Linked DNA regions of Pan troglodytes: region 2 is linked to region 1. A link is a contact called in public HiChIP or PLAC-seq data. All regions are on one chromosome and are shown on one strand. Each heading gives the region's core, a stretch centred on a gene start, on an enhancer-like site or on the middle of the called end of the contact. The rest is flanking DNA. Distances are from core to core; before and after follow the strand shown. Region 1 holds the start of CASP8 (caspase 8). Region 2 holds the start of TMEM237 (transmembrane protein 237).

Evidence for each region. HiChIP or PLAC-seq counts read pairs in DNA pulled down with a chosen protein or histone mark.
Region 2: a contact with region 1 is called in an H3K4me3 HiChIP or PLAC-seq map of stem cell-derived excitatory neurons, with 5 times the contacts expected there. The contact joins the promoter of TMEM237 here to the promoter of CASP8 in region 1. A contact is called at or near these places in 1 of 7 Hi-C or Micro-C datasets (stem cell-derived neural progenitor cells) and 1 of 1 datasets of contacts at active chromatin or transcription factors (stem cell-derived excitatory neurons).

The regions. Positions count from the first base shown.
Region 1 is chr13:103,263,870-103,268,710 of NHGRI_mPanTro3-v2.0_pri, reverse strand. It overlaps CASP8 (caspase 8), which reads right to left and starts at 3,104. Exons shown (of 10, transcript XR_010150205.1): 1 at 2,945-3,104; 2 at 2,455-2,551.
Region 2 is chr13:103,672,209-103,676,742 of NHGRI_mPanTro3-v2.0_pri, reverse strand. It overlaps TMEM237 (transmembrane protein 237), which reads left to right and starts at 2,783. Exons shown (of 13, transcript XM_001156617.8): 1 at 2,783-2,919. The coding sequence starts at 2,878. It overlaps MPP4 (MAGUK p55 scaffold protein 4), which reads left to right. Exons shown (of 17, transcript XM_054679226.2): 17 at 876-1,166. The coding sequence ends at 1,067.

The DNA.
Region 1 (4,841 bases), core at 1,855-4,354:
ATTATTAGGGTTTATCACAAACACTGTGGAATTCACTCTGGCAATGACCACTAACACAAAATACCGATGGTTCTTGGGCATAACCCTCCCCCTGGGGAGTTAGATCTTTGACTTCATGGTGTCAGGAATTTGTTATTGGCCTGGACAACAGAAACATGTCTGGAAAATCCCCAAATATTTGGAAATGAAATAACACAACTCTAAATAATCCATGGGTCAAAAAAGAAATCAAAAGGAAATTATGTAGTATTGAATTAAAATAAAATCAAAACAAAATATCAAAATGCATGGGATGCCACTAAAGCAAGGCTAGGAGAAAATTTACAGAACTAAATGCCTAAAAGGAGCAGGGGTGGGGAGGGGCCGGAGGACAGGATTCAAGAGGGCATACGAAATATTTTGGAGGTAATATATATGTTCATTATCCTGACTGCAGTGATAGTTCCACCCATAATATATACAGCCATACTTCACTTAATGACAAGCATAAGTTCCGAGAAAAGCATCGTCAGTGATTTCGTCATTATGCCAACATCATAGAATGTACTTATGCAAAACCTAGATGGTATAGCCTACTACACACCTAGGCTATATGGTCTAGACTATTACTCCTAAGATGCAGACCTACAAAGCATGTTACTGTATTGAATATTGTAGGCAATTGTAACACAATAGTAAGTATTTGCATATCTAAATATGTCTAAACATAGAAATGGTACAGTAAAAATACAGTATTATAATCTTATGAGACCACCATCATATATGTGGTCAGTCATTGACTGAAATGGCACATGAATATATATATGAGTGTGTCTATATGACTGTCATATATGTCATACATATGTCAAAATTTATCAAATTATATACTTTATATGCCATTTGTTGTATATCAATCATATCTCAGTAAAGCTGTTTTAAACAACATGTGGCTGCACTATTAGGTAGTACAACTCAAGTGCAATTACTAAGAGAATACTAAAAGCATGCATAATTAACAAGCTAATAAAGGAGTAAGGTGAACTTTCTAAAATCACTTAATTAGTCTAAAAGAAATCAAGAAAGTAGAGAAAACTGAATTGACGTCACAAATAAAAAACAACTGGAAATATAGTAGATTTTAGCCCAATTATATTGACAATTACATTAAATGAAAATGGACTAAATACTGTAATTTTAAGAAAAGTACCTTCCAGAATACATTTTTCTATAATAAAAGAAAAACTTGAACAATACACCACTTACGGCAGACACATTTCAAGTATAAGAACACCGAAACACTGAAAGTATAAGGATGGAAAAAGATGTACCAACTGATATCATTATACTAATATCACATAAGGCAGACATAAAGGAAAAATGATCCTAATTTAAAATGAGAAATTGACAATCTACAGTCATAGTGTAAGATTTTTATGTTCCCTTCTCGATAATGGGTAAGAAAGACAGACAAGCGGTAGAGTTATACAAGATTTGAACAACACAATTAACCTTGACCTAAATAACATAAAATCTTGACCTAAGTAACATAAAATCAATTATGTTAGTGCCTTTCTTTCCTCATTCATACAGTCACTGTAATAGTGACTCCTGCATGTGAAGGTTATTATGAGAATCAAAAGAGTTAATACATGCAAATTCTTAGAACTCCTGGCATGCAGAGTAAATTCATAATAAGTAGGAACTTAACCAAGAAATAAAATCCTAAGTATATTGCTTTCATCTAGTGGTCACATTATATAAAAATACAAAAATTTTTATAATGTGGTCATATTATCTAAAAATGTGAAATCAGCCGGGTGCAGTGGCTCACGCCTGTAATCCCAGCACTTTGGGAGGCCAAGGTGGGTAGATCACTTGGGGCCAGAAGTTTGAGACCAGCCTGGCCAACATGGTGAGACCCCCCCCATCTCTACTAAAAATACAAAAAAAAAAAAAAAAAAAAAAAAAAAAAATTAGCCAGGCATGGAAGCAGGTGCCTGTAATCCCAGCTACTCAGGAGGCTGAGACACGAGAATCACCTGAACCCGGGAGGCGGAGATTGCAGTGAGCTGAGATCGCGCCACTGCACTCCAGGCTAGGCGACAGAGCAAGACTCCCTCTCAAAAAAAAATAAAAAAGAATAACTTTTCACTATGTGAGCCATTGTCGTTTAGTGCATAATGTCTGCGTACTACCCAGTATCCCCTGCGGCTCCTCCACAGTTGTGGGGTCCCGCACTATAGGAAGACAATGCATTTTAGCTCAGAGTACAGGTCTCAAAAACTTGGCTAAATACTTCCCCCATCCACTCATACCAGTGTACAGGGAACAATAATGGATTAATAACCAAAGAGAGGGCAGGAAGGTCCCAACTGGCATCTGCTCCACTCGGCCCACTGGTGTCTAGATAGGGAACAGTAATAGCGTTCACCACTTCTCTTTCCCCCAAATCTCCTCTGGAAATTCCAGGCTTACCTCAATATTCCCAAGGTTCAAGTGACCAACTCAAGGGCTCAGGCGGCCAAGGCCCAACCTCACGTGCCCAGAAAGTGGACGCACCCAGGGGCTGCTCCTGGAAGGAAGGAGAAATGACGGTGAGTAGAAGCCCATGTCAGCCTCTCTGGCTGGGCCCTCCTTCTACTGATGTCTTGACCCGCAGCCCACAGCCTCTGGGCAAGGAACTAAAGTCGTTTTGAGTCAGCAGGGTCAGACTTCTAGAAGCAGCCAGCTAAGGTAAAATATCTGTCTTCTACTCCCTGGAAAGCAGTCTGGAGAGGTGGAACCGGCCCAGACTTCAGTATCAGGCAGATCTGGATTCAAATCCCAGCTCTGCCTCTCACTTGCTGAGGACTCTAAACACCTCCTTTTGCTCCACCCAGCCTCCATCTTTTCACGTGGAAAAGAACTGCTTGGTAAGGTTGCTGTGGGGAGTGAATAAAGCAATATACATAGTGCTTAATCTCACAGACAGCAGATGCTCCAGAAATGCTAATTCTCTTGCCCACTGGTATTCCTCAGGCAGCCACCAGTCACCTTCTTCTGAAGCTGTTGGCGGGGTACAGGCAGGCAGGAAGCTCAGTCTGAACAACCAGCCTTCAGACCAGCTCAGACACAAGGTGAAACAGAAACCAAAAACTCAGAGCACATGACTTACCTCCTCCAAACCTTTGCTCCAACCACTGCCACTCCCCAGGGAACGCCCTCCCCGTCTCCTCCCGCCCACTGCGGAGAGTGCTCCCATTCTCCACCGTTTATCACACACTTGTTTCTCACTTCCTGGCACTGTGAGTTGTCGTTTATTAACTGGTTTATTTTCTTCTTGGAAAAATAATTTTTTTAAAAAATATACCTTATCTATGCACACAAAGCAGCCCCCCAATTCATGAATGGATATGCTTGTGGTTTGTATTTGCATTTTAATTACTAAGCAATCTGGCTCATCCCTTTGTGCAAAGCATTGCCTTAGGTTACAGTGTAGGAAACTGTATCAGCTCATCCTAGCACTGTTATAAAGAAATACCTAAGACTGGATAATTTATAAAGAAAAGAGGTTTAACTGGCTCACAGTTCCACAGGCTGCACAGGAAGCATAGTGACATCCGCTTCTGGGGAAGCCTCACTGTATTTATTTATTTGAAGGACTGATTTTTTTACAAAGTGAAAACTTCTCCCATGGCCTCTTCAATGCTTCCTTGAGGTCCCCGCTGTTAACATTTTGATTCTTTCAGACTTTTTTCTAGGCTTATAAAGCCATAGTAATTCTTGCTCTGCCACTTACTAGCTGCGTGACCTTGGGCAAGTTACTTAACGTCTCAGTGCCTTCCTCGGCTCATTCATAAAGTAGCTATAATGATTCCTGCATGTGAAGGTTATTATGAGAACAAAATGAGTTAATACATGCAAAATACTTAGCTCCTGGCATGCAGAGTAAAGACATAAATACATAATAAGTAGAAACAAATATTGTTTTATATACAGAGAGAGAAAGAGAGACATCACATATACCATTTTGTTTACAAAAGCAGGGTAAGTATACTGTGCCAGTATCAATCATTGTGTTGCATCTGAGCTCCAATTCCACTCTGTTCTGTTTGGTGACACCAAGCTACATCCCATAAAAAGATCTCCTTTGCCAGCGGCACAATTTTACTGGCTTTGTCAGTAGAGGGCGCCAGAGGGACGGTGCAAGGCCTAGCAGAGGACTGGATTTCTCTTCCGGGTTCTGGTGCTTCTCTTCCTGCTCTTAACGCCATGACTGCCAGCAGCTTGTAGAACCAGTGGTGCTCACCTTCAGGGAACTTTGGCAGCCTCCCAGCGGGCAGCTTTCTGCTCACCAGCCGGGGCTTGCTGACTGCAGACAGCTTGAGTGCTCTTGTACCTTTAGCAGTTAGCCTTCTTTTACTAGTTAATAATTCTTCATATTACATTTTCCCTTTCAAATTACTGGTGTGCTTTCCATCTCTAAGTGGACCCTAACTTTTAGCTCATGCCTAGTATCTATCAGATAGCTTGTAAAATTTATTTAACCATTCCCCTATTGAAGGGAATGTGAGTATTATCGTTTCCAGTTTTCAGCTGTTATACCCTGTGCAGTAGTGAACATGTGTTTTTCATCCACATCACTGTTTTTGAAGGAAAAAAAATCCTGGAAGAGGAATAAATTGCTCTGCCATAGGGTTGTGCATTTAAGTCTTTGAAAAATGTTGTGAAATTGCTCTCCCTATAAGGTTGCACCAATTTATATTTCCAAACGTAGGTTTAAGTGCCCACTTCCCCACACCCTCACCAATTATTATTTTTCTTTAACATTTACTAATCTTAGGGGTAATGTCTCATTGTTTAAGTTTGTTTTGTGCAATTTC
Region 2 (4,534 bases), core at 1,534-4,033, 410 kb before region 1:
GTTATCCCTATCAGATTAATGTTCACTTGAAATTTACGTTTAAATTTTATTTAAACTGGTACATTTTCTTTGGTTTTATGTTGTATATGGTTAAAAAGTTTCAAGTGTTTAGGTAAGAGTAAGATAAGTTCACACGGGAAGTTGAGGGGAGTAATCTGTCTGCAAACCATGACTAAATTTTGCAAAACATGACGAGACATTAAGACTAAAGATTAAAACATAAGTTTTGTAGTTTAGAAGACATTTATTGGACCTCATTTTTTAAAATAAAAACTTCAGTCTTTTATTATTTAAAAAAACTTCCAAATTAAAATTTCTTTATCTCAGTAATACATTTCTAAGAAATAAAGGATGACATACTGTGGACAGTGATAAAGTTTTCCCAGCTTTGCTTATGCTTCACATTAATTTAGAAGGATATGTTTATACCTGTTATAATAATTATATTTTCTCTACAAAAATTAGCTGGGCATGATGGCATGTGCCTATAGTCCCAGCTACTTGGGAGGCCTAGGTGGGAGGATCACTTGAGCCTGGGAGGCAGAGGCTGCAGTGAGCTGAGATGATCCTACTGCATGCCAGCCTGGGACAGAGTGGGACCCTGTCTAAAAAAAAAATATATATATTTTATCTATACTTAGCCACATTATTTCAATAACAGAGGGCAAAAAAATTACTATTTTCTAGTTTGCTAGTTTTGTAGAATTTTGAAAAAATATTTTTGAAACTTTATTGAAAATCATCTGTGCAAAATTTTCGGACCTTACTGTTTTTATACATAGTTTCACAACTGAATGTGACAGCATAACAAACTGTATTTTTTCCATTTGTCCAATTAAGTCTGTACTATCCATATTTTTCTATTTCTCCTAAAGGATGAAGACCTACAAGAGATGGAAAATTTAGCCCAAAGAATGGAAACTCAGTTTGGCCAATTTTTTGATCATGTGATTGTGAATGACAGCTTGCACGATGCATGTGCCCAGTTGTTGTCTGCCATACAGAAGGCTCAGGAGGAGCCTCAGTGGGTACCAGCAACATGGATTTCCTCAGATACTGAGTCTTAATGAGACTTCTTGTTTAATGCTGGAGTTTTAACACTGTACCCTTGATACAGCGATCCATAGTTGCAATCTAAAACAACAGTATTTGACCCATTTTAATGTGTACAACTTTAAAAGTGCAGCAGTTTATTAATTAATCTTATTTGAAAAAATTTTTATTGTATGGTTATGTAGTTACCTATTTTAACTTATTTTTTTTTTCCTTTACCTCATATGCAGCTGTGGTAGAAATATGAATAACGTTAAGTCACTGAGTATGAGAACCTTTTGCAGATTTCACATGATCTTTTTAAGATTTAAATAAAGAGCTTTCCTAAATAAAATAAGCAATATTTAACTTTAGAAACTGTACTCTATGAAACGTGTTTTATGAAAACATCTTTTACAAAAAGTGCTTACTTGACTAACTCAGCAAGAAAGGTTTAATGTACACATTTCACATCTAAAATCAAAACCTACAAGAAACTGCACTGCCTTCACTATTTACAAATCGGCCTACGAGGAAAAAATTATTCTCATGAGAGGTGTGACAAACACTAATTTTCCTTACAGCCAATATCTACATGCAGGCCTAAATTAGAAAAAGGCAATGGATTAATCCCAGAGACCTATATATAGAAAATCACAAGAGTGAAACGGTGTCTCAGAGTTAAAGAAACCAGGGACTAACAGAAATTCTTGAGCATGCAGGACGGCAGATAAAAAACAACTTGCTAAATAAAACGCCTGAACTTCTTCCATTGTGAGATTAAAAAACAAAACAAAACAAAACAAAGCAAACTGGCTGAAAGTGGTTAGTACTAACACGGATGGCTACCTGGAGTCTGTACAAAATGAGCTTGCTGGCGTCACAGCTTGAATCTTCCCCCATGTTTCACACTGACTCCCTCCAAAATTTGCACATGCGACCCATGAAGGGACATGAAGAGGTAACTGCGAACGCCAGAGGATTTTCCAGATGGCTTCTTTCCTTCCACCAAGCACCTACTAATCCCAGAATCCACCCCCTAAACGTTTTCTAATAAAAATACTGTCTTAAAGCCAACACAGGGAGACAGATTAGAGCTATACTCCTGTCTCCTTGTTAGCTGACTCACAATGAAAACTTTTCTCAAAAAATCAGAGCCATAATATTGGCTTCTGTGCGTATAGGGCAACAAGCCCCGTTTGTTTGGTAACAAGATTAGGATGCCATTACAAAGTGCTGTTTCTCTTTCTTTCCCCAGATGTGAGATTTCCAGGCGCTTTCCCTGTCCCTGTATCTGTTCATCTTCTGCATCATTCTCTTCTCCATATCCACACCATTCTTCCATCTTTCCTATTTCTTTCTTAACTGTAAAACAGAATGCATGATTCAAAATATTTGTAGTTCTCTGTTACTTAAAGTGAAAGTTATCTTAAAAAAAAAAAAACCCAACCAAACAAAACGATGCAAATTAGGTAGTTTGTAGTGATATTTATGTGAGGTTGGATTTGATTTTAAGGTTGAGAAAAAGTTTTTCCAAATTTGATTTACACAGTTGTGGGATGAAGGGTAAGCAACCGGAAAAAATGTGAGAATTGCCTGTATTAATACACATCCACACACCCAGGCCTGCACAGACTCGTTGGTCCTGGAGAGTAAACGCATTCCTCCCAAACCCAGCAGGGCCTGGCAGGACAGAGGCGGGCGGGGACCTGGCTCAGGGGGCGGCTGCCTCGCCAGGCGCCACGAAGCCCCGGCGTCCCACAGGTCCCGGAGGCCGCTGCGTCGCGGGGAGCTGGGCTCGGGCCGCCGGCGGTTGCGCCGGGGCAGCCCCGCGGGGAGAGCACCATGAGGACTGACTCGGGGGCTCGGCTGGAGGAGGGCCACCTGGTGAGCGGCGAGGGGCGCGTCGGCCTCGAGAGGTGGCGGGTAAACAGCTACACTTGGCAGTGGGGATGGGTGTGTGGGGGGGGGCGCCAACGAGCTGGGGATCACTAAGGGAGGGCCTTGCTCGTGGGGTGCGCGCATCCGCCCCTCCAGTGTTCACAGGAGTGGGACGGAGACGCAGGCGAGGCCGGGACCGAACTCCCGGAGTGGGAGAGAGAGGCCTGGCATGAAGTTTGCGGGGACCTGAGCCCGCGTTGCCACGACGACGCCTCACTCATCTGAGGCCCGGGGCCCGGCGGGTGCCGGGGCTTCCAGCCAAGCCTCTCCTAGACTCCTCCGAGGAGAGGTCTGTAGCTGCCCAGAAGAGATCTGTTCGCCTGCGGAGTCCTTTAAGTAAGGTCTTCCGTCACGCCCCGCTTCCCGCAAACAAATCACCGCCACCACTTAGGAAACCACGGGAAAGCTGTGATTGCAGCGCCACGGTCGCCGGATTTCTGCTCCTGGGCACATTACCCCCAACTCCGAGGCCCCCTTTTTTGGCAGGGCTAGTCTGGACTGGCCAATCCAGGTCCCTGCACGCCGCTCACCGCAACATCCCCGCAGGGCGCTGCGCCCGGGGTACTAGCCAGGCGGCGCGGCCCGATGACGCATTGCGCCTGCGCGCGCGACCGAGCCGGGAGGGGTGGGACGCCAGGTGCTTGGGGGCCGGCGGCCGCCGAGGCCGGCTAAACGCAGAATGGGGAAGAATCCTGTGGTAAGCGAGCCGTAGCTACTTTTAATTGTTAGGATTTTTGTCTTCAGTTGAGCCGTCCTACTTTTGAGGATTAGAGGTTGGGTCTCTGGGTGCGTGGAACGTCATTTTTGCGGGACTTTTGAAATCAGTTACGTGAACAGAGCCCTGGGATCGATCGCGCGCGCTTCGTAGCATCTTTAGAACAATAGCGCGTTCCTGTGACTGTCATTCTTTTCCAATTGTAATTTTGACTACTGGATGGTATTACGGCAGCTTGCCTCGTCCTAATCTTGTAGTACTTGCATTAATCTACTGTTCGAACGAATGGATTGCTAAATGGGACAAACTACAAGAGTGTCTAAAATTTAACCCTTTTGAATAAATGTCTTATGCAAGCAGCATGAGATACTTGGAACATTAAATTGGCTTCTAGGCATTTCTGTTAGTATATGATTCTAAAATACTTCTCAACTGTAATGCTGTCTGAACTACAAACACTTTTCTTATTCATGTAAATGAGGGTTTAGAAGGGTTCCCCCCACCTTTCTTTCTGCCCTAAAACGCATTCTTCCCAGTGTATGCAACTGGCCTTTTTAAAAATTGTGTTAGTATGTGGTTTAAAACCTCCATTTGTTTCCCATTGAATTAAAACAAAATCCAAACTTCCCTTGGTCTGCAAGGCCCTAACTAATCTGGCTCCTGCCTACCTCTCCTTGGTAATTGTGCGGCAGCCTTGCTGTCCTTTTACCTGAAACATTCCAAGCCCAATTTAACCTAAAAATATTTGCATTTGTTCCGGTTGCTCCTTTCTCATTCAGGTCTCAGCTCAAACTCAGAGAAACTTTCCCTAACAAAAGTAGCACTCAGTCTCCTTCATTCATTACG